2 separate regions of the Xenopus laevis genome follow, and region 2 is linked to region 1. A link is a contact called in public Hi-C data. All regions are on one chromosome and are shown on one strand. Each heading gives the region's core, a stretch centred on a gene start, on an enhancer-like site or on the middle of the called end of the contact. The rest is flanking DNA. Distances are from core to core; before and after follow the strand shown. Region 1 holds the start of yipf6.L (Yip1 domain family member 6 L homeolog). Region 2 overlaps ophn1.L (oligophrenin 1 L homeolog).

Region 1 (3,194 bases), core at 469-2,968:
AACATAGCCTTTTATGCTGAAAAAAGCGATAAACCATAATGAAACAGGAACTGCATTAACTTAATATTGAGCCCCTGGAAGACACAAAACATTTAGAATTGTTATATCCAGTAAAGTGCCAATTACAAAGTGTGCTGCATCTACAAAACTGGTTCATAATAAATGCACATATTCAGATATGGTTAGTCAATTGGATATGGTGGGCATTAAGCATTATTATGCACAGGGGCTTTTGTTGATATGCAAGGGCAGAGCAGTCAAACTTCAATAGAATTCTACCTCCATGGGTTAAATACTGTGGTGCTCTATCTGGGAACTTTGCTGCTCTTCAGTTCCATACATGTAGCAATAACAAAGAGAAATCAGATGGCACTCTGATTTATTCAGATCTCTGCACAGAGGCAGACTAGTGAATATAGACTTTTGGGCAGAATGATGTAGGGAATAATACATGAGACCTTCAACAATGCTGTAATGTAAAAACTGATAAAAATGATTATCCTTATGTAGCACCACGATATTCTGCAGCGCATTACAGAGAATGTACATCATTCATATCTGTCCCTACCCCATTCCTTTCATATTCACAAACAATAGGGCCAATTTCAACAGGAATCAGTTAACCTGTCTGTATGTTTTTGGAATGTGAGAGGAAACCCACGCAGACACAGGGAGAACATACAAACGCCTTGCAGACAGTGCCCCTTGGCTGGAACTGAACCCAAAACCCCAGAGCTGCAAGGCAGCAGTGCCAACTATTGCACCACCAAAAATGAAGCATTCAGCGTTCCTGGACAGTCATGTAGTGTCCAATGGCAAATTTTTCATATAGTTAACATCAATCAATCAGCAGCTAGCAGACCTGATAGGGAACTGAAGCTTGTCTCTGGTTATGTCAATGCAGGGCTGCGATTGGCTATTACCCTCCTACTGTGCTTCTGGCGGGCCACGCCCACCCCTCATTTGAAACAGGGACTATGGCAGATCTATATAGAGCTCTAATAAAAGGGACATGTTTAGATAAGAGTAAAACCAGCACCATATAGATATTATTGTCTACAATTTGTTCTGCCATAACACTGCCTATCCCTAGGACTTTTTATCCAACCTTATCTGCTTTATTTTTTTTAGAATTCTTCTGGCTTTATGATCAATTCTAGCATCAGTTCTGTACAGTGAACATTTTTGAATGGTGATTTAAAACAAAATGGTGCTCAATTCCCCCACACTCCAAAAACATCCAGGCAGGGTAATTGACTCCTGATAAAAAAAAAATTACCATATTATGTGTAACTCCGAGTGACAGGCTCCTTGAAATGAAAGCAACGATCTGATTGGTTGCAACGTGTATTTACACTGGAGCAATTTAGCGCCTGTTTTAGTAAATCAGCTGCTACGAGCAGACGACAGCGGCCACTGCTTTTGTTCACCCTCGGCTTCAGGGACTGAATTATTCTCAGACAACTACCAGGTAAAAACTACTGTAAGTATTGGGGCAGCCAAACTGGGCCATAACAGTAAAAGTCGAACTAATAACCCCCACCCCAAAAATGTTTGTAAATGCCGTTTAATCAAAGATCCCCTCCAAAGTTGTACATTCCCCCCTTCACTAGTGTTTCTCACCAGCTGCTTACTGCCGTCTCCAATTCCCTCTGTTTCCGCCATGTTTTTCCTTTCTTTCCGGCTGGCTGCTGAGACGTGGAGTCGGATCTAAATACGTCACCTCTATGCTCCGAGAACTTCTTCCGCCTTTCTGTCGCTTGCTTTACGCGTAGACGTTCGATGCTGACACGTCTCTATGGCAACGCAAAAGTGCTGGGCGTGGGCTTAGCGAGCGCCTGCGCAGTCATTCGGAATTTTCAATTGGGCGGAGATTATTAAGGGGATAGTAGGTTAGGTGCGCCGTTCCGTGCAAGTCAGTTTGTAGCGTTTGGCGCCGGTGATGGTGCTTCTCAATCTTCTCCCAAAACGGGCCTAGGCTGTAGTCTGATTAGGGAGAGTCATTTTTGTCGGTTCCTTAAAAGTACAGCTTGGGGATTCTGGGTGTATATGCGGTGAACATGTGCAAAATGGCTTCCAGCAGTTCCATGTGCTATTGGCCTAAGGCGAAGTGAAGTTAAAATCAATGCGGGTACAAATTATAAAGTCCAAATGCGCTTCTGATTTATTTGGCAACATGGTGGACACATGTTTGTCAGGGTTGGGCTGGCATCTGTCAGCACTGTACAGTGTTGGACTGGGACACCAGGGGCCCACCCAAAAACCTTAGACCAGGGGCCCACTCTCAGTACTAATATTCTTCTATTTAGCCTCTTTGTTCTCATAGAAATATGGAATGGCCAGGAAATAGGCCAAAAATTTAGCTGCATGAGGTTCCAGTGATACCTGGGCCCACCGGGAGTTTTCTTGGTATCCCGGTGGGCCAGTCCGACACTGGCACTTTACATCATACAAATTAATGATCTTCCATTCCTGTGTCATGGCCACACTTTCCCTTTATAACAAACAGATAAAAACCCAGGGAAGGAGAAATAAAAAAATGCTGAACTTGTTAGGTTAACAAGGGACAGGGTAAGAAAAAATGTGCATGTAGATAGGAGAAAAATACTGGAATCAATTGGAATTATTTTTCATCGTTTACAAGGGATCTTTGCACCTGTCCATTTCATATTTTTTAGTAGTAGAACAGTCATTATTTCATAGGAATCTTGTAAACCTATAAAGATTGTCCTTGATTTACAAGTAGCATATTGTAATGCATAAAAAGGGTTATAGAATGAAGCAAGAGAATTAGAGGTTTGCAATAGGATTTTAATTGCAGGAAAAAATAGTCAGCAGCATCATGCAAGTAGCTACAGGGAGCTGTTATATTTAAAAATATTTATCCTGTCAGCAGAGGTCAATATTCATAGTTATAAGTGAGTTGACCTCAAACTGGCAGAACCTACAGATTAAAAAAGACAAATCATAACAAAGGAAAGATAACAAGGGGAAAGGGTTGAAAGAGACAGGCTAAGAAAAAAAGTGTACGCAGATAGGAGAAAAATATTGGAATTATTTTTCGTGATTTAGAGTGGGATCTTTGCACCTGTCCAAACTCATGTTTAGTATGAGACCAACTGTAATTTTTTCATAGGCCGCTGGAATCTCTTAAACCTATAAAAATTGTCCTTGATTTACAAGCAGCATATTGT
Region 2 (3,194 bases), core at 331-2,830, 70 kb after region 1:
TCCCTCTCTACATCATACTAAAAATTAACTCAAAGGCGAACAACCCCTTTAATGAGATTATAGTATGGTACTGTTCAGTAAAAGTCCACAAGCTTGACTTTTCAAAGAACCATTCTTTGGTCATTTTGTTCAGCCTTCTACAAATGGTTCTTTATGGTGAGGGCAGTGAGGTTGGGAAATGCCCTGTCGGGGGATGTAGTGATGGCTGATTCTATTTATGCCTTTAAGAGTCACTTAAATGATTTCTTAAACAAGCATAGGCTATTGTGGTATTAAGATCTACAGTTAGTATAGGTACAGTATGTATATATAGTTTATATATGAATAGATAGGTCTCTGTAGGTTTGTGTACTGTATATTTAAGCAATGGGTGTCATTTGGAGGGGTTGAACTTTTATCTCTTTTCAAGCAAAATTAACTATGTAACTGTGACATTACTTTTGTTTCCAGATTGTACTCTCTTTAGTTTAAGAAGAGCAAAAACAATGCAGATTTCCTATTTAATACAACAGGCAAAAAGTATTCTGTGTCCAGCAGAATCCGTATAGATTGGAATAATGTTGACAATGGGGGGTTATACTGCATGTTTCCATCATTTCTTTGAGGTGTCCCAGTTTAGGCGGGACCATTTTAGGTTGTGGACTACTAACAAACATTGGCTTACCTGAAATTGGGTGGGTTGTAGGGCATGGTCAGGCTAGATCTGTGTGCGGTCTAAATGTCTTGATTTTCTATATGGCAAATTTACTAAAGGGCAAAGTGACTAATGCTGGCGAAAATTCTCCAGTGTGACGTCATTTCGGTACTTCATCGATTTACTAGCGGTCGCTGGCGTAACTTCGCTAGCGAAAGAGATAGACTCTGGCTGTACTTTGCTCCGTAAAGCCTAGTGAATTTGTGCTCTGGCGAATGGACGTAACTATGCAAATTCACTAAGATGCGGATCTTAGTGAATGAGCATTGTCCCTGCGACTCTACGCCTGTCGAAGTGTTGCGCTGTAAGCGAAGCCGTCGCTGGCGAATTTCGGAGGTTAGTGAATTTGCCCCTACGTTGGGCCGTATGCTATATACCAAGGTGCTTATTTATAATGTTGTGTAAAACAGTGGAGAAATCCATCACCGGTTTTGTTGCTCATAGCAACCAATCAGATCTTATACTTTACTGGTCCTGTGCAATTAAAATATTAAAATAAAACATCTTATTGGTTGCTAAGGGTTACCAAACCTAGGCAGACTTTCACCCCTTACTTGCTTTATAATGATTGAATCTTATGTAAGAACAGCTGTATATATTATTTCCTTCCTTCTTTTGGCAACAATTATGATATAAAAAGCTGCAAAATCTTGGATTATATGAACAATAAGCAAAAGTTCATTTAAAGAACGTTAACTTGGGGGTTAATATGCCCTAGTCTGAAGGAGGGTGAATCACATGAGGTGGCTAAGTGGATCATGGCAGCCCGGTGCAGATGTACACAATAACAAGATGCTGGATGCGTTATTGTATCTGTATTCTGTGACGCTTTAATCCTTTTTGTCTGCCGAAGAAAGCCTGACAGCTAATCCCCCTCCCCACCATCTGTCTCCTGAGTCCAGCTCCCAGGCTCCTTACTTTGGCCTTTCTCTCTCTCATGCAGGGGAACCAGGAGCTGACCCTCAAGTCTTGCATCAGAAGGAAAAGCGATTCTATTGACAAGAGGTTTTGCTTTGATGTAGCGACCAATGAGAGGTAAGTAATGAGGGTATCCTAATAAGGAAAGTTTTAGGGTCACACTTCTCGGCTGGGCATGCATGCAGTCTCTCACTGTGCATCTTACTGGGAACCTTCCCCTTGTTTATTATTTTCACTTGTTCTAATGAGATTTTTCCAAATAAAAAAAAAGATCTATGGGCCATAATATTTATATCAGCTATATGAATGTCACCATTGTATATGCAACCTAAATCAGTGCTTTATTTATTGCAAGGAAAATCTGGAAGAAGATCTAGATTAATAGTTTCGGGGGAACAATAGGAGTGAGGAAGGGATATGGGTACTGTAGGGTATCTTCTGTTTGGGTGTATAGATTTACCATAACAAGACTTTTGTCCCTCTGTTTTATTATAATATTATTTAGGATATTTTATACGTGTATAGGGTTTTTTTTTGTTTTGTTAAAGGGGAGTGCCACCCAAAAACAGTTCTTAATAAAAAAATAAAAGTCTAAGCAACTTTCCAGCATACGTTCATGAAAGATTTTTAATGATTTTACAGTACGGGTATGGGATTCGTTATCCGGAAACCCGTTATCCAGAAATTACGTTATTACAGAAAGGCCGTCTCCCATAGACTCCATTTATCCAAATAATCCCAATTTTTGAAAATGATTTCCTTATTCGCTGTAATGCTTATTGGAAGCAAAACCAGCCAGGTTTTTTAATGTTTACATGATGTTCTAGTAGAGTTAAGGTATGAAGATACAAATTACGGAAGGATCCGTTTTCTGGAAAACCCCAGGTCCCGAGCATAACAGCTCCCATACCTGTATAAGTAGATGTAATTGCTGTTGAGAACAGTATCTGTGTTTATATTCAGAAGCAATGAAGCAGAAGCTTTATTAGTAATGTGTATGAGAAAGTTGGTTAGAATTTTTTTTTTCTTTATGTAAAAAACTGTTTTTGGGTTGAGGTCAACTTTTGCTTTACAATATTGGTCTTTGGTGGATTTTCATGGCCACTGTTGCAACTAGGATTCCGGATTAATGCATTAAAATTCATAAAGGAATTTTCTCAGTTACGTCATGGTGACAAAAAAAATCTCTCATGTTGCCAATTTTTTTCAAACCTGTGTCCAGACAGCGCCTGGCATTGACAAGGGGTGGGTGGGGGGGTACCCATCCCATTGGTTGATGTGGAAAGCAACGGAGCATAATAATGATATCTTTTTTTTTTCCCCTCTTGTTTCCCAGAGCAAATTACCATTTTTCCCCCCAGGCAACACAAGGCGAAATTAGTGCAGAAACATGTCAGCCACTTGATAGTTGCACCTTCATTAAAGCAATGAATTTGCTACAGTAAATGTTAACTCTCAAGTTAATGTAAAATTGCTCAGAGCGCTCTTGTACGCACTTTTGCAACTTAATGATTTTGATTCTAGTTTTAAGGTGTTAGCAGTTTTTATTCTACTATTATAATGAACTTGAAACCACAGCGCA

Evidence for each region. A called contact is a pair of places that touch in the nucleus more often than the background predicts.
Region 2: a Hi-C map of the XL177 cell line shows a contact between it and region 1, with 4 times the contacts expected there. The contact joins the enhancer-like site here to the promoter of yipf6.L in region 1. A contact is called at or near these places in 2 of 4 Hi-C or Micro-C datasets (the XL177 cell line and the XTC cell line).

What each region holds. Positions count from the first base shown.
Region 1 is chr8L:30,393,372-30,396,565 of Xenopus_laevis_v10.1, forward strand. It overlaps yipf6.L (Yip1 domain family member 6 L homeolog), which reads right to left and starts at 1,719. Exons shown (of 7, transcript NM_001097837.1): 1 at 1,624-1,719. The coding sequence starts at 1,665. It also overlaps a transcript of ophn1.L not described here.
Region 2 is chr8L:30,463,866-30,467,059 of Xenopus_laevis_v10.1, forward strand. ophn1.L (oligophrenin 1 L homeolog) reads left to right here. Exons shown (of 25, transcript NM_001086523.1): 11 at 1,638-1,729. Among protein-coding and RNA genes, the nearest start is that of ophn1.L, 46 kb to the left of the region's middle. Within about 2 kb of position 1,581, at least 1 of the 7 cell types and tissues checked has an H3K27ac peak or open chromatin away from gene starts, as enhancers often do.